Regions from separate parts of the Mus musculus genome. Here all the other regions are linked to region 5. A link is a contact called in public HiChIP or PLAC-seq and promoter capture Hi-C data. All regions are on one chromosome and are shown on one strand. The core of a region is the stretch at or near the end of the contact, and the rest is flanking DNA. Distances in the headings are between cores, read along the strand shown.

The links. Promoter capture Hi-C pulls out the DNA fragments that hold promoters and counts their contacts. HiChIP or PLAC-seq counts read pairs in DNA pulled down with a chosen protein or histone mark.
Region 1: an H3K4me3 HiChIP or PLAC-seq map of forebrain shows a contact between it and region 5, with 3 times the contacts expected there. The contact joins the promoter of 1700034G24Rik here to the promoter of 4833439F03Rik in region 5.
Region 2: a promoter capture Hi-C map of the C10 cell line shows a contact between it and region 5, with 7 times the contacts expected there. The contact joins the promoter of Tmem119 here to the promoter of 4833439F03Rik in region 5. A contact is called at or near these places in 2 of 39 promoter capture datasets (both in the C10 cell line).
Region 3: an H3K4me3 HiChIP or PLAC-seq map of embryonic stem cells shows a contact between it and region 5, with 3 times the contacts expected there. The contact joins the promoter of Ficd here to the promoter of 4833439F03Rik in region 5. A contact is called at or near these places in 4 of 115 datasets of contacts at active chromatin or transcription factors (VIP interneurons, embryonic forebrain, embryonic stem cells and 1 more).
Region 4: a promoter capture Hi-C map of pre-B cells shows a contact between it and region 5, with 7 times the contacts expected there. The contact joins the promoter of Selplg here to the promoter of 4833439F03Rik in region 5. A contact is called at or near these places in 4 of 39 promoter capture datasets (the C10 cell line, hippocampal neurons and pre-B cells), 1 of 15 datasets of contacts at CTCF or cohesin (pro-B cells) and 2 of 115 datasets of contacts at active chromatin or transcription factors (both in the 230-238 cell line).

Annotation. Positions count from the first base shown.
Region 1 is chr5:112,588,705-112,592,844 of GRCm38.p6, forward strand. 1700034G24Rik (RIKEN cDNA 1700034G24 gene) reads right to left here and starts at 1,292. Exons shown (of 5, transcript NR_045397.1): 1 at 1,170-1,292.
Region 2 is chr5:113,799,011-113,803,228 of GRCm38.p6, forward strand. Tmem119 (transmembrane protein 119) reads right to left here and starts at 1,386. Exons shown (of 2, transcript NM_146162.3): 1 at 1,290-1,386. It overlaps Gm42004 (a long non-coding RNA gene), which reads left to right and starts at 1,556. Exons shown (of 5, transcript XR_878692.2): 1 at 1,556-1,641; 2 at 3,622-3,823.
Region 3 is chr5:113,734,259-113,738,262 of GRCm38.p6, forward strand. Ficd (FIC domain containing) reads left to right here and starts at 1,524. Exons shown (of 3, transcript NM_001010825.3): 1 at 1,524-1,791; 2 at 2,563-2,914; 3 at 3,809-4,004. The coding sequence starts at 2,614.
Region 4 is chr5:113,827,794-113,832,135 of GRCm38.p6, forward strand. It overlaps Selplg (selectin, platelet (p-selectin) ligand), which reads right to left and starts at 2,708. Exons shown (of 2, transcript NM_009151.3): 1 at 2,556-2,708.
Region 5 is chr5:113,136,406-113,140,361 of GRCm38.p6, forward strand. 4833439F03Rik (RIKEN cDNA 4833439F03 gene) reads left to right here and starts at 1,407. Exons shown (of 3, transcript NR_166693.1): 1 at 1,407-1,572; 2 at 1,935-2,365; 3 at 2,947-3,956. The region is part of intron 6 of 2900026A02Rik (RIKEN cDNA 2900026A02 gene); the gene reads right to left.

The DNA.
Region 1 (4,140 bases), core at 42-2,541, 550 kb before region 5:
TGTGCCCTTGAGCCCCTGGCAGATGTTTAGTGAGCACCACGTGCTAGGTGCTGTGATGGGAACTGGGAGCAGGAGTTAGCCAGCAGATATGGGAAACTTGTCTATGGGAAACTCCAGGCATGGTGAGGAACAAGTGCCTGACACAGGGGTGTCTCAGTGGGACCTGGGTGGGTGTCCAAGTCAGAGGAGGCACACGGTGGGAGCTGGGTGTCTCTGGCCAAGGTGACATCATTGGTCTATGTTGGAGATGAAAGGAGGCAGATGTTTTGGATTCCGCAGAGGGACCGAGTGGCCTGGAGCTGAGCCTGACAGAGCTCTGACCGTGGAGGTCACAGAAGATAATCACGATGCTCAACACCTCCAGGCTAGGCTTCAAGTTGCTGTAACTCATCTCTCCCTCTCCCTCCTTCCCTTCCTCCCTTCCTCTTCCTCCCTCCTTCCCCTCCCTTCCATCCTCCCTTCTCCCCTTTTTCCTTCCCTCTACTCCCTTCTTCTCTTTCTCCCTCCCTTCTATCCCTCCCTACTCTTGCTTCCTCCCTCCCTTCTTCCCTCCCTCCTCTCCCTCCATCATTCCCTCCTCCCCTTCCTCCCTTCCTCCCTTCCTCCCCTCTCTCCTTCCCTTCCCTCCCTTCTCCCCCCCTTCCAAATACCAAATGGTGAACTACGTGCTCACTGTGCAGATCACAAGTATCCCACCATGGACTGCCCTGGTGTTTCTGTCACTGACATTTTCAAAACACATACTGGTACTCATGTCCCTGGGTACTCGTGCCCCTTGGAGCTCTGTCTGCCTGTGGGGTGTCACCACTCCCACAGGGCCTTATGATCTTGGTGTACAGTGTTGCAGCTCCCTGGCTCTGTGTGTTAACATTCAGTCACAAATTCATTCCACAGTCAACTTCTCTTGGGGTCCTGGGCAGGCGACCTTTAAGCAAGGACTGGGATGCAGGGGTGAAATGGAGAAGTGAGCCTGAGAAGAGGGAGCAGCCATAGAGCATTCCTCTTATAGTGGCTGGGGCCCCACACTCCTGAGCTACACAAGTAGAGCCCTGAAATACAGTAGCCTCAAGATCATCCCCAGTAGATGAGAGATCTGGGCATCTGCATGTGTAGTACCGGCTCCTCTCAGTTCCTAATCCCTAACTGCTGGGCGTCATGAACTAACTTACCAGACATCTAGAGAACCCTCAGACATCAGGGCTTAAGGTGTGGACAGCTGGATGTCACCCACGGAGGACACAGGGCAGGTGTGAGCTGCAGTGTTCACCTACACAGCTGCCTTCCATGTGTCTGTGCACACAGCACCTGAAGCCCTCCTTGTGGCCTGCACCTTCCCAGGGAGTGGTCACTTTCACCTCTGTGACCTCACCTTGCCCTCTATCACTCACCTGTAACCCTGCATTTTTGTTCGTTCATCACACTCATGTTGGGCTGTGTGACATGAAGGCGTGAAGGCTTCAAGCCCTTTTGTCAGTTTCTTGCAAAAGCAGGCTGGCTCTCCAGGAACAGGAAGCAAGCTGGACAGATTGCATCTCCTACACTGGAGACTAAGACAGGGCCATGCAGCTCCTGAGGGCTGAGTGACCACAGGGCAGGATGCCCATGGCTGCCCTGGCTTTTACCTAAGGTTGTGGGTAGTTTATGTAGCAGCTACACAGGCAGCCGGCGTGGGTGGGGGTGGGGGTGGGGGTGGGGAGATGGTACCAGCTATGTCCTTCCCTCCTGGAGGGAATGTCCTGGGAGACATATCGACCCTGTAGATCCTGGGGTTAGCTCTGATGGTGAGCTGGTGCTTTTTATTGGGATGCTAGCTGAAGCAGAGGAGCTCTTGGGCACACATGGCTGTAGCTTACTCTCTGTCTTTTATGGGTGGGGAAACTGAGGCTCAAAGAAGAGTCCCAAGTGGGAGACCAGGATCTGAGACCTCTCCTTGGGAAGAACAGCCTCTCTGTGTTGGAATAGGTAAGATGACCAAAGAGATCCCAGGACTCGGGCACTGCAGGGCGCTGTTGTTATCGATGGCTATGAATAGGTAATGAACTCTGTGACCCGAGATCACCCAGTAATTACAGGTGAGGTTCAAAGTGTAAATAGAATCCTCATTAATAAGAAGCAAAGTTCTCTGCTTCACAAATGACCAGAAGAGGCATCGGCCTAGAACATCGTTTTAGAGTTTTATTTATTTATTCATTTAAATCTCAGGAAAATAAACATGTCAAAGTCTTTATAAATAGATAGACGAAGAGAAATCAAAGACAGACCTGCTTCTCCAAACATATATGTGTACATGAGCATCGTTACACACACACACACACACACACACAGTAATGTGTATGTACAGCTGTCATGGTGTTCATGAGCACACAGTAATATATATACACAGCTATCACGGTATGCATGAGCACACACAAGCACAAACACAGAGTAATGTGTATATATCCAGCTGTCATGGTGTGCATGAGCATTGTTTTACACACACGCACACATACACACACACAGAAGAGTAATATATATGTGCACAGCTATCATAGTATGCATGAGCATACACTTGTACACACCCATCCTTGCATGGTCATCTGTAGTAGTGAGAACCAAAGAACAGAAGGTGAGGCTAGACGAGCCACGCTGATCAGATACAGGCACGTTACAAGCTCTGCCTGTCTGTCATTGCAGAGGTGTGAAAATCTAAAGCTCCACAGCGGGGGTGGAGGGGGGCTTAAAAAGAGCAAGAAAGAATGAGAAACGAGTTCTATGTAATCATGTGTTTTTCTTTTGCAAACTACTCCCCCCCCCCCCCAGCACACACAAATATGAAGAAAATACATCGAAAAGGCTGGAAGTGCTACTGAGTGTCTCAGGTTTTACTTCTGTGAACAGACAACATGACCAAGGCAACTCTTATAAAGGCAGCATTTAATTAGGGCTGGCTTACAGGTTCAGAGGTTCAGTCCAGTATCATCAAGGTGGGAGCGTGGCAGCATCCAGGCAGGCATGGTGCAGGAGGACCTGAGAGTTCTACATCTTTATCTGAAAGCTGCTAGCAGAAGACTGGCTTCTAGGCAGTTAGGGTGTAGAGGGTCTTAAACCCACGCCCACAGTGACACACCTACTCCAACAGGGCCACATCTACTCCAACAAAGCCACACCTATTCTAACAGGGCCATACCTTTTCCAACAGGGCCACACCTCCTCCAACAAGGCCACATCTACTTCAACAAGGCCACACCTACTCCAACAAAGCCATACCTCCTCCAACAAGACCACACCTCTTAATAGTGCCACTCCCTGGGCCAAGCATATACAAACCATGACAGTGAGCAAGGGATTTGTCTTCAGATGCTGAAAGCCATCTTTCTTTCCTGACCCCCATCTTCTCCCTCCTCTTCCTCTTTCTCTTGGGAATTGACCTAGGGTCTCACCCTACCTCAGAGGTAGGAGGTTTCTTTAGCTGGGATTTCCTAGAGACAGGGCAGAATTGGGCAACTGCCATCAGCGTTGACAGGAGGGAGCCCTGAACATCTGCAGCACAGAGTGGGAATATGACTGCACTGCACACAGTCCCGCAGCTCCTGCACCTACTTCTACCAAGACCCTTGGAAATCCCAGTTAGAATTTACTTTCTGTCTCAAGGCCACGGCTTGGTGCAGTCTCCAGACTGTCTACACCCAATGAGCCGGACCTTAGGACCCTTTCTGAAACCCAGCTTGTATTCTAAGGGTAACAGATACTTCTTGACAGCAGCCTGCCCACCTTGTGTGTGTGCGTGCCTATGTGTGTGTGTATTTGCACATGTGCACAAGTATGTGTGCGTGTGTGTGAGTGTGTGCCTGCATGAATGACCATGTGTATATAGGTGTGTGCGCGTGTGTTTGTGAGCATATGTGTTTGCATGTGTGTGTGCCTGTGTGCCTGTGTGTCTGTGTGTGTACATACATATGTATGTGTGTGCATGTGTGTGTATGTGTGTACATACGTGTGTATGTGTGTGCATGTGCATGTGTATGTCTTGTAGTTTTAGCGCCATCTAGTAGAAGATTGTCCCCTCACCATTGATCTGCCTTGGTGATTTCATTGCAGATCAGTGATGTCGCAGGTCACTGAAGTCTCTTACTAGTCCTCATTCTGTTTTATTCCAGTGAG
Region 2 (4,218 bases), core at 136-2,635, 660 kb after region 5:
CGCATCCCCAGCAAAAGAGCAGAATACACGTGCACACACGTGTGCATGAACACGCACGTGTAGACCGCAATGGGGATCCAAGAAAGCATTGACCTCTCTGTGGCACTTGCAATCAGCCAAAGGGGTGCAGAAGAAGAAGCAGAAACCATTCCTGTCTCTGAAGAACAAGACCCCCTACTCTCAGAACTTCACCCCCCCCCCCAGTCTCTCCTTGCTCCCAGAGAAAGGTAGCAGGTGACTAAACAAGAGGACTCAGGTCTGCATGGAGATGGTCATGGGACCCTTAAATTCTCCAAGCCTCAGTTTCCCCTCTGGGGAACAGAAGAACTGACCTGAACAGGTCTGAAATGATTGCTGATGTGCCAGACGTCCTTTGCCTGCCTGCTCCTATACAAGCACTCAGGATTCGCACCAGAGGGAACTCAGTCAGACTGTAAACAGCCTGCCCAACAGAGAGAGCCCCTGATGGAGAGGTGGCTCAGAACAGCTCGACTATACCCTCCCAAAGGGTTGGGCATGTCAACCCTTTGAGCTCCAGTTTCCACATCTGCGCAATGGGGACAGGTCACAGCAGTGCCTAGCATGTAATAAATGTTAGCAAGTGGATGCACTTGTCCAGTATGCTCTCCCTGCTAGACCCTCTGTCTTAAGAGCTTCTGTTTTAAATTGAGATGTCCATGAATATGCAGATGAGGCGAATCCACCCCGAAGGAAGGACTGGGTACCCAAGGACCTGAGACAGCTAACCCAGAGCCTCTGTTCTACCAGCCCTCACTCAGAAACGGATGGCCAGTGATGGAGAGGCAGGCCACAGAAACCTGGCTTCAATTAGGAGACTGGGGGGGGGGGGGCTGTGGCTGAAACATTGTATGCCTAGCCTATTCCCTCAGGGCCTGCCTGCAAGGACAGGGTCCTGGTCCCTCAAGAAGAGGCTTGGAAGGAGCCTGAGGTCTCAGAGTCTACACATAAGCTCACACACACACACACACACACACACACACACACACAAGTATTCCAAGTGGTGCATCAGACATCCCAAACACAGCCTACCGCAACACACGGGACAATACAAGTTTACACCAGCAGCACACTGGCCCTGGAAACGTCGCCCTGGCACCCTCTCTACATCCCAACTACACGCGTGCCGCCTTCATCCATGCTCACACATCTAATCACATATCTAATCACATGGGTGCTCACGGCCTCAAACACACACACAGATTGCACGCACACTTAGGGATTCTGCGGAGTTCTCCAAGAGTCCCCAGCAGCAGGAGGCAGAGACTTACCAGCTCTGGGTGAAGGACCGGGTGCAGCTGCCAGGTAGGCAAGCCAGGCCCGCTAGACGGTCTGACTGTCTGCCTGCCGTCTGCCGCCAGCTGCTCTGGCTGGTGCCTGCCCGCCTCGGCCTCCAGGCCCTCCCCTTTCCTCCTCCCTGCTGGGCTGGAGGGCCAGCTTGATTTCATTAAGAGGGCTTGGGGTGGGGACAGTGTGGGGCGGGACTATGCCGGGCCACCCACAGTCCCACCCTCTTCACACTCCAAGCTTGCTTCTTCTTGACCTCAGGTCCCCTGGGCAGGCTCAGACAGACTGACAGACAGAGGGGCTTCCAGGAGAACGTTCCCAGAACTCTGAGCTGAGGTCCGTCCCATCCCCCACACTCCCTGAAGGATGAGGTCAGGAAGATCTGGGGCCCCTGGAAGTGGGAAGGAAAAAATCTCCGTGGCGTGGCCCAATCCAGCTGTGACTCAGGATTTCCAAGCTTAGGGTGCAGAGTGGGAGTGGGGGTGTCTCAGGGAAACCTGGGGATGCTGAGATCAGGCACTGCCCGGGCCCTTCCTCCCCTGGCCTCAGTTTCTCCATTCTTAGGGGGTCAGGGTACTCCCTGAGGTACTGACATCCTGAACTCTGAGACCTCACTAAGCCCTAGTAGGGCAGTTTGAGCAGAAGCTATGAGCCCATTCCACAGAAGTGGAGAGGGGGTGGGGAGTTCAAATACCCTGAAGCACCATAGGTAACTGATCCATGGGACCTGGCACTCACTCATTCATTCATCCACTCACTCATTCATCCAGTCATTCACTCACTCATTCATTCATTCACTCACTCATCCACTCATTCATTCATTCACTCATCCACTCACTCATCTACTCACTCATTCATCCACTCACTCATTCACTCACTCATTCATTCATTCACTCACTCATCCTCTCATTCATTCACTCACTCATTCATTCATTCACTCACTCGTCCTCTTATTTATTCACTCACTCACTCATCCACTCATTCATTCATTCACTCACTCATCCACTCACTCATTCATTCACTCACTCATCCACTCACTCACTCATCCACTCATTCATTCATTTACTCATCCACTCACTCATCTACTCACTCACTCATCCACTCATTCATTCACTCACTCATTCACTCATTCATTCATTCACTCACTCATCCTCTCATTCATTCACTCACTCATTCATTCATTCACTCACTCATCCTCTCATTCATTCACTCACTCACTCATCCACTCACTCGTCCTCTCATTCATTCACTCACTCATTCACTCACTCACTCATTCATTCATTCACTCACTCATCCACTCACTCATTAATTCACTCACTCATCCACTCACTCACTCATCCACTCATTCATTCATTCACTCACTCATTCACTTGTTTGTTTCAGTAAATGGCTGACACACCCTGACACTGAAGATCAGACAGAGCTGAGCAGGACCCAGCCAGTCAAGACACAGACACAGACCTGCCTCTAGGAACTCACAGGCTTCTAGAGCTGTGTGCGCCAAGACTCATCACGGGGTGTGAGGTGCCCTTCCACAAACCAGAGAGGGTTCCATGTCAGGAGAGGACCACAGGGGAGCCAGGCAGGGAGGCTAATACACCCTGGAATCTTCTGGGAGTTTCCTACTCGCCTCGGTGACACCCTCGCCTCACCCTCCCTCCTTGTCCAGCAGCAGTGCAAAAGGCTAGGGCAGTCAGCTCAGTGTCCTCTGGCCTCTTCCCTTCCCTGGGTGAAGGCTCGCCAGGGTGACCAAGGACAATCATGTCCTCAGCTAAGGTCTCTGTCCCCACTAGCAATACACAGAAGCCTTCATAACACAATCGCAGAGTAGAACAAAGGTTGGGGTACTGAGAGCCTAGGCCCCAGATCAGGGATCTACACACCTCTGTCTTCTGCCCCAAGGAGGGGAAGGTCCTACCTTGTTGCTAGTTGGGGCTGCTTCCAGCGCTTACGAATGTTCAAGTCCCTCCTGCAACTCTACATAGGGTCTGTGCAGACCCTTGCCTGTTCCCACCCCACCCTACATCCTTTACCTTGCCCCAATGTGATGTCTTTTTCTTCCTTTTCATTTTTCCTTTCTTCCTTTCTTTCCTTCTTTCTTTATTAAAGATTTATTTATTTGTTATTTATATGAGTGCACTGTTGCTGTCTTCAGACACACCAGAAGAGGGCATCAGATCCCATTACAGATGGTCGTGAGCCACCATGTGGTTGGTGGGACTTGAACTCAGGACTTCTGGAAGAGCAGTCAGTGCTCTTAACCACTGAACCACCTCTCCAGCCCCTTTGTTTTCTTTCTTTTTCTTCTCTTTCTAGACAAGAGTGCCCTGCACTCAAGGCTGGCTCAGACTTGACACACAACCAAGTACGTTGTTCTTGAGCTTCTGATGCTCCTGCCTCTACCTCCTGAGTGCTGGGGTTTCAGTGCCTCTGAATGTACTTCATGGGACCCAAGACTGCATGCATGCTGCTGGGCCACTGAGCTGCCTCCAGGTGACAGACTCCTGCTGTGTGACAGGTGGGTACAGGCAGTCTCTCCACTTCACTATGGAAGGCACAATGTTAAGGAAAAGTCTGACCACGCTCAGTGCAGATGTGGTCATTTCTGCTGAGCCCGAGGACGCTAAGCAGCCACACCCTGCCACTTGGGTGACTCCTGCCCTGCAGAGCCTGGTGCTGTGGTGCCTGAACACAGCTCTGCTGGTATTTAAGATATGAGAGAATGATGCTCCAGACCAGAATGGGAAACTGAGGCTCACAGTCAAGTGAGCCCTGGGGTAATGAAAGGCTGGCCAGAGGGCCCCGTCTGATGCACCAAATTCTATTTCCAAACCTCTGAAAGTGACACCGCCAGGCCAGTGGCCCTCCACCTCTGACTGGGCCGTTCCCACAGCATAGCTCCTCTCCTACCTC
Region 3 (4,004 bases), core at 274-2,773, 600 kb after region 5:
ACTACATTATAAAATTATATTTAAACATAGTTTCCTCATGCTGTGGTGACCCCCAACTATAAAATTATTTCATTACTACTTCATAGCCATACGCTTGCTACTGTGATGAATCGTAATGTAATGTAAATAGCTAATATGAGAGCCCTGTGGGGTCATGGCCCACAGGTTGAGAATCACCGCACTAGCGTTATCTGGAGGGAAAGGAACTTCAATTGAGAACAATGTTTCCATAAGATCCAACTGTAGGGCATTTTCTTAATTAATGATTGATGGGGGAAGGCCCCGCCCATTGTGGGTGGAGCCATCCCTGGGCTGGTCAGGGGGTTCTATAAGAAAGCAGGCTGAAACCGGATTTGGTGGTATATGCCTCTAATCCCAGCACTCAGAAGGCAGAGGCAGAGGCGGGAGGTTGGGGCTAGCCTGGCCTATACAGTGAGTCCCAGACCAATTTAAGCTACCTGCAGGTGACAGATCAGTAAAGTAGATTGACACCACCAAGTCAGTCTGCTAGTGGCAGAGCTGGGATGCGAACCCAGGGCTGTGTGGCTCCATGAAAAGAGTCCCAAATCCAGAACCTGAGGGCTAAGGCAGGTAGGAGCCAAACTTGGTGACCTGCGTTCAATCCACAAACCCATATGGTAGAAGGAGAAAGCCCAGGTTTGCAAACTGATCTCTGTGCACGTGCGCGCACACGAACTTTTTTTTTTTTTTTTAATTAAGAGATGTGAGCTGTTGTCCCATTCTGCCGTTGAGAAAACTGATCCAAGATCACAAGAGACTGAGGGCAAAAATCTGAATCTGTGGGCCGTCTGACTCCAGAGTGTGCCCAGTAACCTCTCAAAGCAGGCCCTGGGAGCTTCCGGTTCAATATTTGTGGGTTGAGATGGGAGCCCTGCCCTCTGCACCAAAGAAAACTTAATTTGGTAAACAAAAAGCCATAGCCAGCCGCTCCAGAGAATGCAAACTAAAAAAGGTCAGGAGGGCATGTTGGCTCAAAATGACCCGGGTTGAATACTAAGCCAGCTCGGGCTACACAGTAAGTCCCGACCAACCTGGGCTACACCGTGAATTAATTCCTAGCCAGGCCTGGTCTACACGGTGCGAAGCCATCTCAAAAACAAAAGTAGATTAGAGAGGACAAGAAAGGGGGTAAAGAAAAGGGACAAACGGTGAAACCGGGACTAAGAAGTGGGAAACGTTTGGTGATGTGGCTACTGCCATTGCACACCAGAGAAACTGAAGCACACAGAGCCTAGGTGGAGGCCCAGGAAGGTAGCAGATGCTGGGACGGGAAAACAGGACGCAAATGCTCGCCCTAGCCGGTGGCCTCGACCCCGCCCCATGCACACAAGCGACAGCCAATGGAAGCGGCACACGGCGCGCCTTTCCCGGGGGGATGCTCTAGCTAGCTCTAGAACCCGGAAGCGCGGCGGATGGACAAGTCGAGACAGCCAATCCGCCGCGGCAAGGGCGGCCGTCCGTCCAATGGCGAGGCGACGGGAGCGGGGCGAGGTGGTGGGGGCGGGGCCTGCGACCGCGGCTGCGGGGAACGGCCGCGCGGGTTTGGATGCTGGAGGCGGGCACGAGCCCTGGGCCGGTTCGTAGCGGGAGCTCGCGGCAGCCTCATTCCACCCCCCACCCCACCCCCCGCTTCGGGAGTAAGCCGAAGTCTGCTGGGCTCGAGCCGCTGCACAGGCCGCGCGAAGTGATGACGTGGCGGGTCAGGCCCCGGAGCTCCGGCGCCGCCTGTCAGAACGGCGTCATCCCTCATCTGTAAACCGGGAGCTACAGGTAGCTTGCTCGCTCTTCGCAAGGGGGCTGACAGCGTGCAAGGCTGGCCGGCAGCGCAGTGTCCGGCACACCATAGTTGCCCAATAAATGCTTATTGTTGGCAAGATGGCATTTGCATACCTGATCCCTCGCTCCCCCCCCCCATCCCCCGCCAGCCCCCAAGCTTGTGTTCGCCCTCGCTGAGGTAGGGCATCATCACCCACTGTTGTTGGCCAGGCCTTGGGTTTCCCTGTCTATGATGGACAAGCCAGGGAAGGAAGGGCAGAAGGGACACAACATTGGTCACCGAGGCTGTCGGTATTCATATGGTAACATCAGGACACCAGACATTTGTCCTTATCGAAGATTGTGGTGTGTGTCCAGGGGCGTATGCAGGAGTTACAGCCCAAACACTAGGTGTCCTGTGGCAATAGTCGCTTGTGGTGGACTAGTGGACTAAGAGGGGGGCTGAAAAGTCCCCGACTTCACTTTTCTGAGTTCTGATTGCATCTCCTCTGGGGAGGGCGGTGTGGAAACATCACCTCCTGGGGTTGTAGGCTGAGATTATGAAAGTTAATATATATAAATGCATTAGAGTCCTATCACTCTACCCCGGAGGAGCTATGGGTTAGGATGAATCTTCCCAGGCTGGCCCTGCACCATGAGACCCCTCCCCCATTTCCGTGGTCCCTAATGAATTAGAAAGTGTGACGATTCTGTGTCTGGTCTCTCCATCTGGGAACGGGTCCACTCCCACTGCCTCATTCTTTTACAATGCTTGGTTCCTTGCAGGGTCCAGCTTTTCCTCTGTGTCGAGTGCTCTGGGCCCAGCCCTCAGTCCAGATGATACTCATGCCAATGGCGTCGGTGGTGGCAGTGGCCGAACCCAAATGGGTCTCCGTCTGGGGCCGTTTCCTGTGGATGGCGCTGCTGAGCATGGCTCTGGGGTCGCTGCTGGCTCTGCTGCTGCCGCTGGGAGTTGTGGAAGAGCATTGCCTGGCTGTGCTCAGAGGTTTCCACCTGCTCAGGAGCAAACTGGACAGGGCACAGCCTGTGGTCCCCAAGTGCACCAGCCTATGCACAGAGCTCAGTGTCTCCTCCAGGGATGCAGGGCTGCTGACAGTCAAGACTACGGCGTCTCCAGGTGAGTGTGCTGGCCAACTTGGTTGGCCTTGTCAGTTTGTGTGTGTGTAAGCATGAGGGCGTCCCAGTGAATGAGACAGTCCGGAACTCCAGTCTGATGAGTGACTGAGAACGGGTGTCCCAGCATTTGGAGGGAGACACACAAAGGGTGGGCCCTGAGCTGCACCTCAGATCTACATGGGGGTGGTTCAAGGAAGAGCACCTGAGAACAGTGCTCCCTCTGGCCAGAAACCACTGGGGATGGGACTGGAGAGCGGTCCAGGAACTCAGGGAAGCTGAGTGTGGGTGGGTGCTCACCCTCGAAGCACAGAGCTCAGTGCAAAGCATGCCCCGTGTGCACAGTGAGTGTTACAGCAGCCTACCTGGATGCCAGCGGCACACTGTCCCCAGGGGTGACAACCACACATCACCACAATGGAATCACATCATTAGAAGCAGGGGCATAGCTCTGATAGCACCTGTCTGGTATGCATGCACAAGGGCCCAGGGTTCCAGTCCCCAGCACTGCCAGAAAACAGAAATTGTCCAGGCATGGGAAGGGCCAGGGATAGCTGAGGGCGAGGTGTTGGCACCCCCAGGCCTGAAGGAGAGGGTCTCAAGAGATAAGAGCCACCTGTCCACAGGGAAGGTGGGCCACCCAGTGCAGCCATACTGTAGGGCAAGCACAGGGATAGCAAATGCCCAGACTGTCTACGCCCGGGCAGAAGATAGTTGGCAGGGGACCTCCCAATGTAGAGTGGCCTAGGACACAGGACAGCAACCAGCATTCCAGCTGTGGAGAGCAGCAGTAGTCGGGGCCTGAGTCACAGAAGCCACATGGCTATGGTAGTGTCCCTGGGAGGCCTGTACAGGGACAGCCCACCCTGCTCATCAGGCCTCTCTGGCTCTCTTCCAGCAGGGAAGCTGGAAGCCAAGGCCGCCCTAAACCAAGCCCTGGAGATGAAGCGTCAAGGCAAGAGAGGGAAAGCCCACAAGCTCTTCCTGCACGCCCTCAAGATGGACCCCGGCTTTGTAGACGCACTGAATGAGTTCGGCATCTTCTCCGAAGAAGACAAGGACATCATCCAGGCTGACTACTTATACACCAGGGC
Region 4 (4,342 bases), core at 1,458-3,957, 690 kb after region 5:
GATAACTGGGGGCTCCTTAACTCCAGGTACCAAGCTTGGAGCTTGGCTTGTTGGAACCCCCGGGCATTGGCCAGCTAACAGATGAGACCTGCAGTTTAGCGCAAATTAGCTGAAGGTTTCCCCTGGTTTTCTAAAGAGGCATGGATAGCACACGGCCCAGCCAGCCTGTCTCCTGCTAGTGTCCTCCGCTACCGGCTTTCTGCTCTATACAGCAAAGGGGACTGAGAGGCCTGGTCCCCGTGGGTTCAGGGTCCTGCAACCAGAAGGCCTGCACCACATCCTAGCTCCCCGTGCCTTCTTGGTCATGACGTCATCACATGTAGCTGCCTCTCCCTTCAGAGCCTGTTTTTTTTTTTTTTTTTTTTACCTATAAACAATAGCACCATCCACCAGGACCATCTTTCTGGGTAACCCCCAAACCCCTCTGGTGACCCACCCAGCACCTAACCCAGGTTTTCTGGAAATCTTAGCAGGAGGGCCCAGTCCCTTCCAGTTTCCAGTTTCAGCTCTCTAGCTACTGGCCAAGCTAGTGAGGAAGGAACCTCCCCACAGGGTGTGGTACCAACGGAGGCACCCAGAAGAGCCACCTCTCTAGCCCTTGGACACCAAGAGGCCAGGCCCCTCGCAGATGGAAATGAGTTATGGGAAAAGGAGACCAGCAGAAGCCCTGAGAAGTCCGGACAATAGGAGCTGATCTCCAGCTAGAGGGGCAAAGGGCTTAGAGTGGGGGTGGGGGGGGGGTATGCTCAGAGGCAGAGCACTTGCAGAGCTTGCGAGCTGAGCTTGCGACAGAGCCTGGGCTCAAACCCCAACCTCACTCAGCAAAGACAACACAAATCTGCAGGCGTGGGGGGATGGGACCTGCTTGGGTCTCCATTAGCTCCCAAGTTCAAGCTCTCCAGGATGGACTAGGGGTGTGGCCAGTGGGCTGTGTGCTCTCCTGGCGTGCATGAAGCTCTGGCCTAGATTTCCTGCATCAGTGAACCAGGTGTGGCAGAGGCACAGGCCTACATGGAGGCACAGAATTAAGGTCATCCTTGGCTACACGGTATGTTTGGGGCCAACCTTGGCTACGTGCGATTTTCTCAAAAACACTGAGCCCGGAAGAGATGGCTCAGCAGTTCAGAGCATTCAGAGGACCAGGATCTCCAGCACTCATGGAGGCTCACATCCATCTGTACCTCATAAGGCACTGCGCACATGTGATGCTCAGACATGAATGCTCTCTTTCTCTTTCTTTCTCTCTCTCTTTTTTTTTCTTCGAGACATGCTCTCAAAACACACACATAAAACTTTTAAAAATAATAAGACTAAGCCAGGCAGTGGTGGCACAGGCCTTTAATCCTAGCACTTGGGAGGCAGAGGTAGGTGGATTTCTGAGTTTGAGGCTAGCCTGGTCTACATAGTGAGTTCCAGGACAGCCAGGGCTACACAGAAATCCCGTCTCGAAAAAAATTAATAATAATAATAAAATAATAGCAATGATAATGATAATACCAACTTAAAAAAACAATTTCCTATGAACAAGTACTGTTTTCTCAATCTGATTTAATTAAGAAAAAAAAAAAGGCAGGGCTGGTGAGATGACTCAGCGGTTAAGATTGCCGACTGCTCTTCCAAAGGTCCTGAGTTCAAATCCCAGCAACCACATGGTGGCTCACAACCATCTGTAACAAAATCTGATGTGCTCTTCTGGAGTGTCTGAAGACAGCTACAGTGTACTTACATATAATAAATAAATAAATAAATAAATAAATAAATAAATAAGAAAAAAGGGATTAAAGTGGAGGCTGGATGGCTCTGAGGGTCAAAGTGCTTGCTGGGGAAGCCTGCTGACCTGAGTTCAGTTCCCAGAACCCACTGTGGGAGAGAACTGACTCCCCCAAGTTATTCTCTGACCTCCACACATACTGCATAACACTCATGTGCCTGCTCATGCGCACAAGTGCCCATGCCATATGCTCATATGCAAATAATAGTTAATAAATAATAATAAATGAAAATAAAAATTTAGATCCAAGAAGGCTGGTATGGTGGTGCATATAACCTATATAACCCTATATAACCCTAGCATGAGGCCAAGGCAAGAGGCTAGCCTGGGCTACATAGAGTTCCAGGCTAGCCTATGAACAAATGGAGACCATATCTGATTTGAGAGAGAGGGAGGGAGGGAGGGAGGGAGGGAAGAGGAGGAGAGAGAGAGAGTATCCCAAAGAATGTTTCATGCCTTAACAACCTTGAGACAAACTCCACGACTCGTCCAGACTCAGTCTCAGCTCTGGCCTTGAGCTTCCCACAGTTGAGAGGAAGGGTGGGATAGTTTCAGGGCAGAGGACCCGGGCTTCTCTGAGCCTCCACACAGAGACTGCAAGGCCAGCCTGGTAAACAGGCAGTAGCTGAGCATTTTCAGCTAAGGATGGAGAAGCCCAAGTCTCCTGGGAGACCTCGGCCCAGAACGTCAGCACCACTCACAAGGGCCCAGGCACCTTGCAAAGGCGGGCTCCTTGTCCCTTGGGCCCCCAGCCACTCCCCATGGTTTTTCGAATCAGACTTACCGTGCCCAACAGAGCATGGGGCAGCTGCCTCAGGGCCCAGAAGCAAACGACTCTGCCTCAGTGACAGGGCCCCAGTCCACACTGCCAGACACTTGTGGTCCCAATCTGCCCGCCAACCCCCAACGGCAGGGTGTGGAAGAAGGAAGCGAGAATGAGGTTACTCAGGCTGGTCACGTGACGCGCCCACACCCCCTTGTTTGTGACAGCTTTGGTGACAAGTCTGATTAAAGCTGGGTGGGCAGTGTGATGGCGGTTTGTTGGGACTGATAACAATCTTGAAAGTTCAAGGAAGGTATGGGGGGTGCTTACTGTGAGGGGACCTCTACATGAGACCTCAGAGAAGAGTCACAGCCTTGTTCTATGGGCAACTGGAGAGAGGCAACCAGAGAGAACCCCTGCCATGGAGGCAAAGGCCAGACAGAAGGGAGGGAGGGTCTCAATGGAGATGGAGAATGGGAGGCAGAGGGGCAGGAACTGCAAATCACCCACCTTTTTGGAGCTTATGCATAGAGTGTTTTTTGTGTGTGTGCATGCTGGTGTGTGCACACGTGTGTGCTTGTGTGCACATGTGTGTATGTATGTGTGTATGTGCATGCATTTGTACATGTGTATGCTCATGTGTGTATGTGCATGCATTTGTACATGTGCATGCTCATGTGTGCATGTGTGTATACATGTGTATATGCACATTTGTGTACGTGTGTGCATGCATGTACACGTGTGTTTGTACATGTGCTTGTGTGTGAGTCACATGCATTCTTGTGCATACTCCCCAACCTCTCCACGTCTCCACAGCTCAGCTTGGCCTCAGGATCCTCCTTTCTCTGGGGCTACGAGGCTTTTCCTCTCACAGGGTTCTACATAACTGGGTGTAGTGGCTCTCACTTTTAATCTTAGTGGTGGGGATGCCAAAGCAGGAAGAGTACTGTGGGTCTGAGGCTAGCCTGGGCTAAAGTTACTCGCCAGGCAGTGGTGGCTCGAACCTTTAATCCCAGCACTTGGGAGGCAGAGGCAGGCAGATTTCTAAGTTTGAGGCCAGCCTGATCTCAGAGTGAGTTCCAGGACAGCCAAGGCTACACAGAGAAACCCTGTCTCAAAAAACCAAAAAACCAAACCAAACCAAACCAACAAAAAAGTAAGACCCTGTCTTAACTGCTCCATGAAAAATCCAACAGTCAAGGACTCGCCAGACAGGGAGGGTCATTCCCCAATGGATTTCTCCCTTATCTGTTCCTTTGCCCAACAGATTTCCTTTGCCTGTATCTCAGGTTGATCAGCAGCCTTGGTCTCATACAATCCCCCTTGTCCATGGGATGGTGAGGCCAGCCAGTAAACAGGCTGGTAGACCATGACCACATACCCTCCAGTAAAAGCGACACTCCAGGGTGAGCTACGGGGTCAGGCAGGAGATGAGGTGAGATAGATGAGGTAAAGACTGGAGGTCAAGCATGCACAGTGTGGATCTGGAAGTGGACAAAGGGATTAGCCTCCAGGGTCTGCCCTGCAGTTTTGCAAAGCCAGGCTCAGGACTCTTGTAGAGAGAAGGCCATACCCTGCCTTGCATGAAAGTTGTTTAAAAACAAAAGCCAGAGGGTGAGGTAGTGTGTGCCTGTCGTCCCAGAACTTGAAAGGCTGAGGCCAGTCTGGGTTATACAGTGCCAGGCCAACCAGGGTCACATAGCTGCCTCAAAATACAAACCAAGGCTGATGAGAGGGCTCAGCCTATAAAGGTGCTTGCGGCCAAAGCCTGATAACCTGAGTTCAAGTCCTGGAATCTGGAGCTGAGT
Region 5 (3,956 bases), core at 157-2,656:
TCGCCACCTGGGTGGCTGGCCTGTCACTGCGAGCACACTCCACATGCACAGAGGCACAGAGACTTAGGGCAGCATCCAAAGTCACACAGCCCAAGAAGAGCTAGGGCAGAGGTCAGGGAACAGAGCTAGTGTTCCTGGAGAGGATTCTGGGGAACGGGGCAGGAGGAGACAGACAAGCTGACACAGAACGAGCTCTTCCTTCGCGGAGAATGGGCGAGCACTCAAGACCCAAAGGAGTGCAGACTCCCACACAAGGAGTCACCCCTGATCAGCCTCACAGCATGGCTTCTGGCCTGGGTGAGCCCCTGCCTAGTGGCTCAGTGGCTGTGTGCGCCCTGCTGAGTCCCCTGGTCTCTGCGGACAGCTGCATTCCCCTGCCCAACACTGTCTCATAACCACACTGGCTCTGGGGACAAAAAGGGATAACTGAACCCATGTCTGGCCTCGAACGCCCCTGAAAACTGGGACAACTCAGCCCAGGGCAGAGGCCAGCTATCTGAAGACATTGGGCACTGCAACTAAGCTTCGTTCTGGTTGGTGACGTTAGTGTCCCCGAAGTCATTAGAGGTCCCAGAAACCATCTGCCAAGAGTTGGGCAGGGAAGTGTTCTTCCTGCTTCTCTCTCCCAGCCAGACTTCCCGCACCTTGCTGCGCATGCCCACGAGGTCACCGTTCTGTCTCCAGACCCGCCTCATATCACTCCAGATTACACTCACTGGCTATGATTACCCTGGTCTCACAGCATAGAACCCAATAGCTGGGCCTGGGCGCTCCACAATGGCCGGGCTCTTCACACAAGTCCAAGCTCCCAGGCTGGCAGGACCTGCCATCACCTTCCACCCAGTCCCCTACAGCTCCTCCCCTCGGAAGTCACTCAGTGTCTCACTTTTGAACAGTGGCAACCAGGCAACCGCCTTAAATCAGCACACAGGCAATGAGACCACTTGGTCACCCTGGGAGGGCAAGAGGAGATAGAGCAGGTGTCAAGTAAGCTTCCCTAAAAATAGAGATGCCGGCATGCCGTGGGGACAGCAGTGCCCCCCCAACCCCCACACAGCCCTGCTCACAGACAAGGAGCCCGGAGTCCGTTCCCCACCAGCTTCAAGCAGTGGGTGCTGCACCTGCAGAGCAGCCAACCCAGCCTACATCCCCCTCAGTATCCCAAGGCCATCATCACTGATAGGAAAAGTCCTCCCCTGAGGCTTCTACGAGTTGGCCCCCTCTCAGGAGTCCGAGGGAAGGGACCTTCCCAGGGTTGCCCTGCTATTTTAAACCACACACATCTATCCCCAAGCTTACAAGATCAGGGGCCTCAGAGTCTGGCTGTCTCTTCCGGAGGGATGAGAACCTCTGTTGGCTGCGTGCGGAGAAGCGGCGGAAGGACTCTCGGCTCCGAGAGGCCAGGTGTCTGAAGGAGGAGGTGCGCTTGAACGGGGTGCGAGCGGCGGACTCCCCGCTCCGCTCGGTGCCCACCGTGGCCGTCACCAAGTGCAGAGCCTCCTGGAAGGACCGCCTCACCGTGCCAACCCACTGAGTCATGTGTGTCTGGGCCACTGAAAGCTTGTCGCCCAGGTACTCCATAGGGCCAGCCTGGAGGAGGGGGCAGGCGGAGGCAGTTAGGAGGCCGACACTGCCAGGGTCCTGGTCCTTCTGTCGGTGACCGTCCTTGGGGAGAAGTTCTGGGCTCCGATGGGAAGCCCGGCAGAGAACATCAGCGCAAGTAAAGTAAACATCGCCCGACAGGCATCCGTGCGGGTCACGAAACAGGGACGGGACGGGTCAGCAGGGGGTCACCAGCAGGAGCCTAGAGTCAACCAACCAGGTCGTCCAGTTCTAGTCCCTGGGGCCAACCCTGATGAAGTCAAGGGGCAGGTGGCTGTGAAGAACTGGGCGAGGGGGCTGGCACCCCCAACTCACTTCCTCCGTCCATGCAGGGAGAACTCCCATGCACACCTGGGAGCCACCGCCCACCGCCGCCGGCCAGCTCTCTCTCCAGGCTCTTCTCGTCTGAACTAGGCAGATCTCCAGTCCTCAGGCTGGAGACTCCAAACCCGAAGCCGACTGAACCTGCCGCCCAGCAGGCAGCGCGCTCACTTCCGGAGAGGCAGCCACCCAGCCCGGGTCCCCTGGCCCGGCAGCCCGGAATGACATCAGCCCCCTGTCTTGGCGAGGGGTGCACAGCCCAGGAATGCAGGAGGGGCCTCGGGAGGTGGCCGCCCAGGGAGCTGGCGTCAGCCCCAGTTTTTTTTTTTTTGTTTTGTTTTTTTTTCTCCCCCTAAGTCTCAACTCGCTCGCTCGCTGTCCCTCGGGGACTTCATGTGCCAGACTGCTTACCCACCCCAGGCAGCACCGTGCAGGAACGCGGGTGAGTGCGCGCGTGTGGGGGCATGTACGTGGGAGGCGGCTGCCCCGGGGAGGTGGAGGGGCCGCTGCCGCACGAGCCTCCAGGGCTTCAGGTGAAGTCTGAGGACCTGTGGCTGGCTGTCAGTCTGTCTCCCTCTCCCGGCAGCGGCAGCGCCCTTCGGCTTCCATCTCCTTGCGGAGCTAAGCAGCTAAGCCTCCCCCACCAAGCTCCTTCCCCCTCTTATCCGCTCAGCAGTCCCTGCTGCCTCTCCTCGAGGATGGAGGACGCAGGTGACCTGCCCTGAGCTTCCCTCAAGGGTGGGTCTGGGGCTGAGGTGCCTGCATTTTGGTACAAGCAGGGTTGCCATGGCAACTTGGGGGCACAGCATCTGCCCCCTTTCCTAGGCTGGGCACAAGGAGCCATAAGGATGATTCATATGAACGAGTATCACATGAGCTCACTGTGCTTAACCCTTAAGGGCTGGAGCTTGTGGGGGCTGATAAGAGAGAAGAGGGTACACACTGGACAGGGAGGGGCATCAGCACAGTGGGACTCTGGACCTTCCAGCCAGGCTCTATTCCCCATCTCTGTTCCTTCCACAGGTGAAGAGGTGGATTCACATGTCGAAGGTCACACAGCAAGAGCACGACCAAGGTGCTCTTGGAAATGGCCCCCTCCCCATGGTTGCAAGCACGTCTGACCCCCCCCCACACCTCGCCCACTGGCAGGCCTTAAAAAAATATTGACTTTTCAAAATGCCAGGCCAAATCCAAGGTTGAAATCCACATCTGCCCAACCACCTGGTATGATCGATGCACCGCCCCCTCACCTCTCTGTCCTGAGTCAATATTTGCTCTCTAGACACCAGACTTGCCAAAGTAAGTATCTTGAAGGCCCACCCTGTGACAGACAGTGTGTGCAGGCTACCTACAGCCTCCTCTTCCTCCTCCTCATTCCAACCCCCCAACTCCCCACCCCCGGTGGTCCAGGCATCTCCGGTAAGAGTGAGCACCTCCTCTGGCCCAGCTCATGGCCCTGTGCTGTGGAGGGTCAGAGGGATGCAACACAGCTGCTGACTGATGCCACCTGAGCCTGATAAATGCTCAAAGGATCCCATTTGCTAAAAAGGGAGACTGAGGCCCAGAGAGCTGAGGCTGTGTGTGGTGGCCTGCCTCCCAGAGGCCCCCAGGGTCCCCACTACCCCTCCCACAATGCATCAGGGTTGGTCCCCAAGCGCCACAGTGAGGATGACTCTAGGGCATGTAAGGGGCAGCCATGGTGGATGCTCTGGAGGAGAAACCCACAGAGAAGAGACTAGAGTTCCAGCTAGAACCCAGCACCATGGCTGGCTACTGGACGAAGGCAGGTACCTGCCTCCGGTCAGATCCAGAGGACAGGAACCATGGCCAGCTTCCCGACTAGAGTCACTGGGAGACAAAAACTCACTCAGCCAAGCTGCCCTCAGTCTCCTGATCATAATATGTGCAAAGGTCCTGAGGTGAGCCAGGTTCATAGGGAACTGTAGGGATGAGGACAGGATGGCTTACAATGGAAGGAGGGCCCCTGACTGAGGTCAGGCTGTGTGCCCAGCAGGTGAGAGAGGTCAGACTGT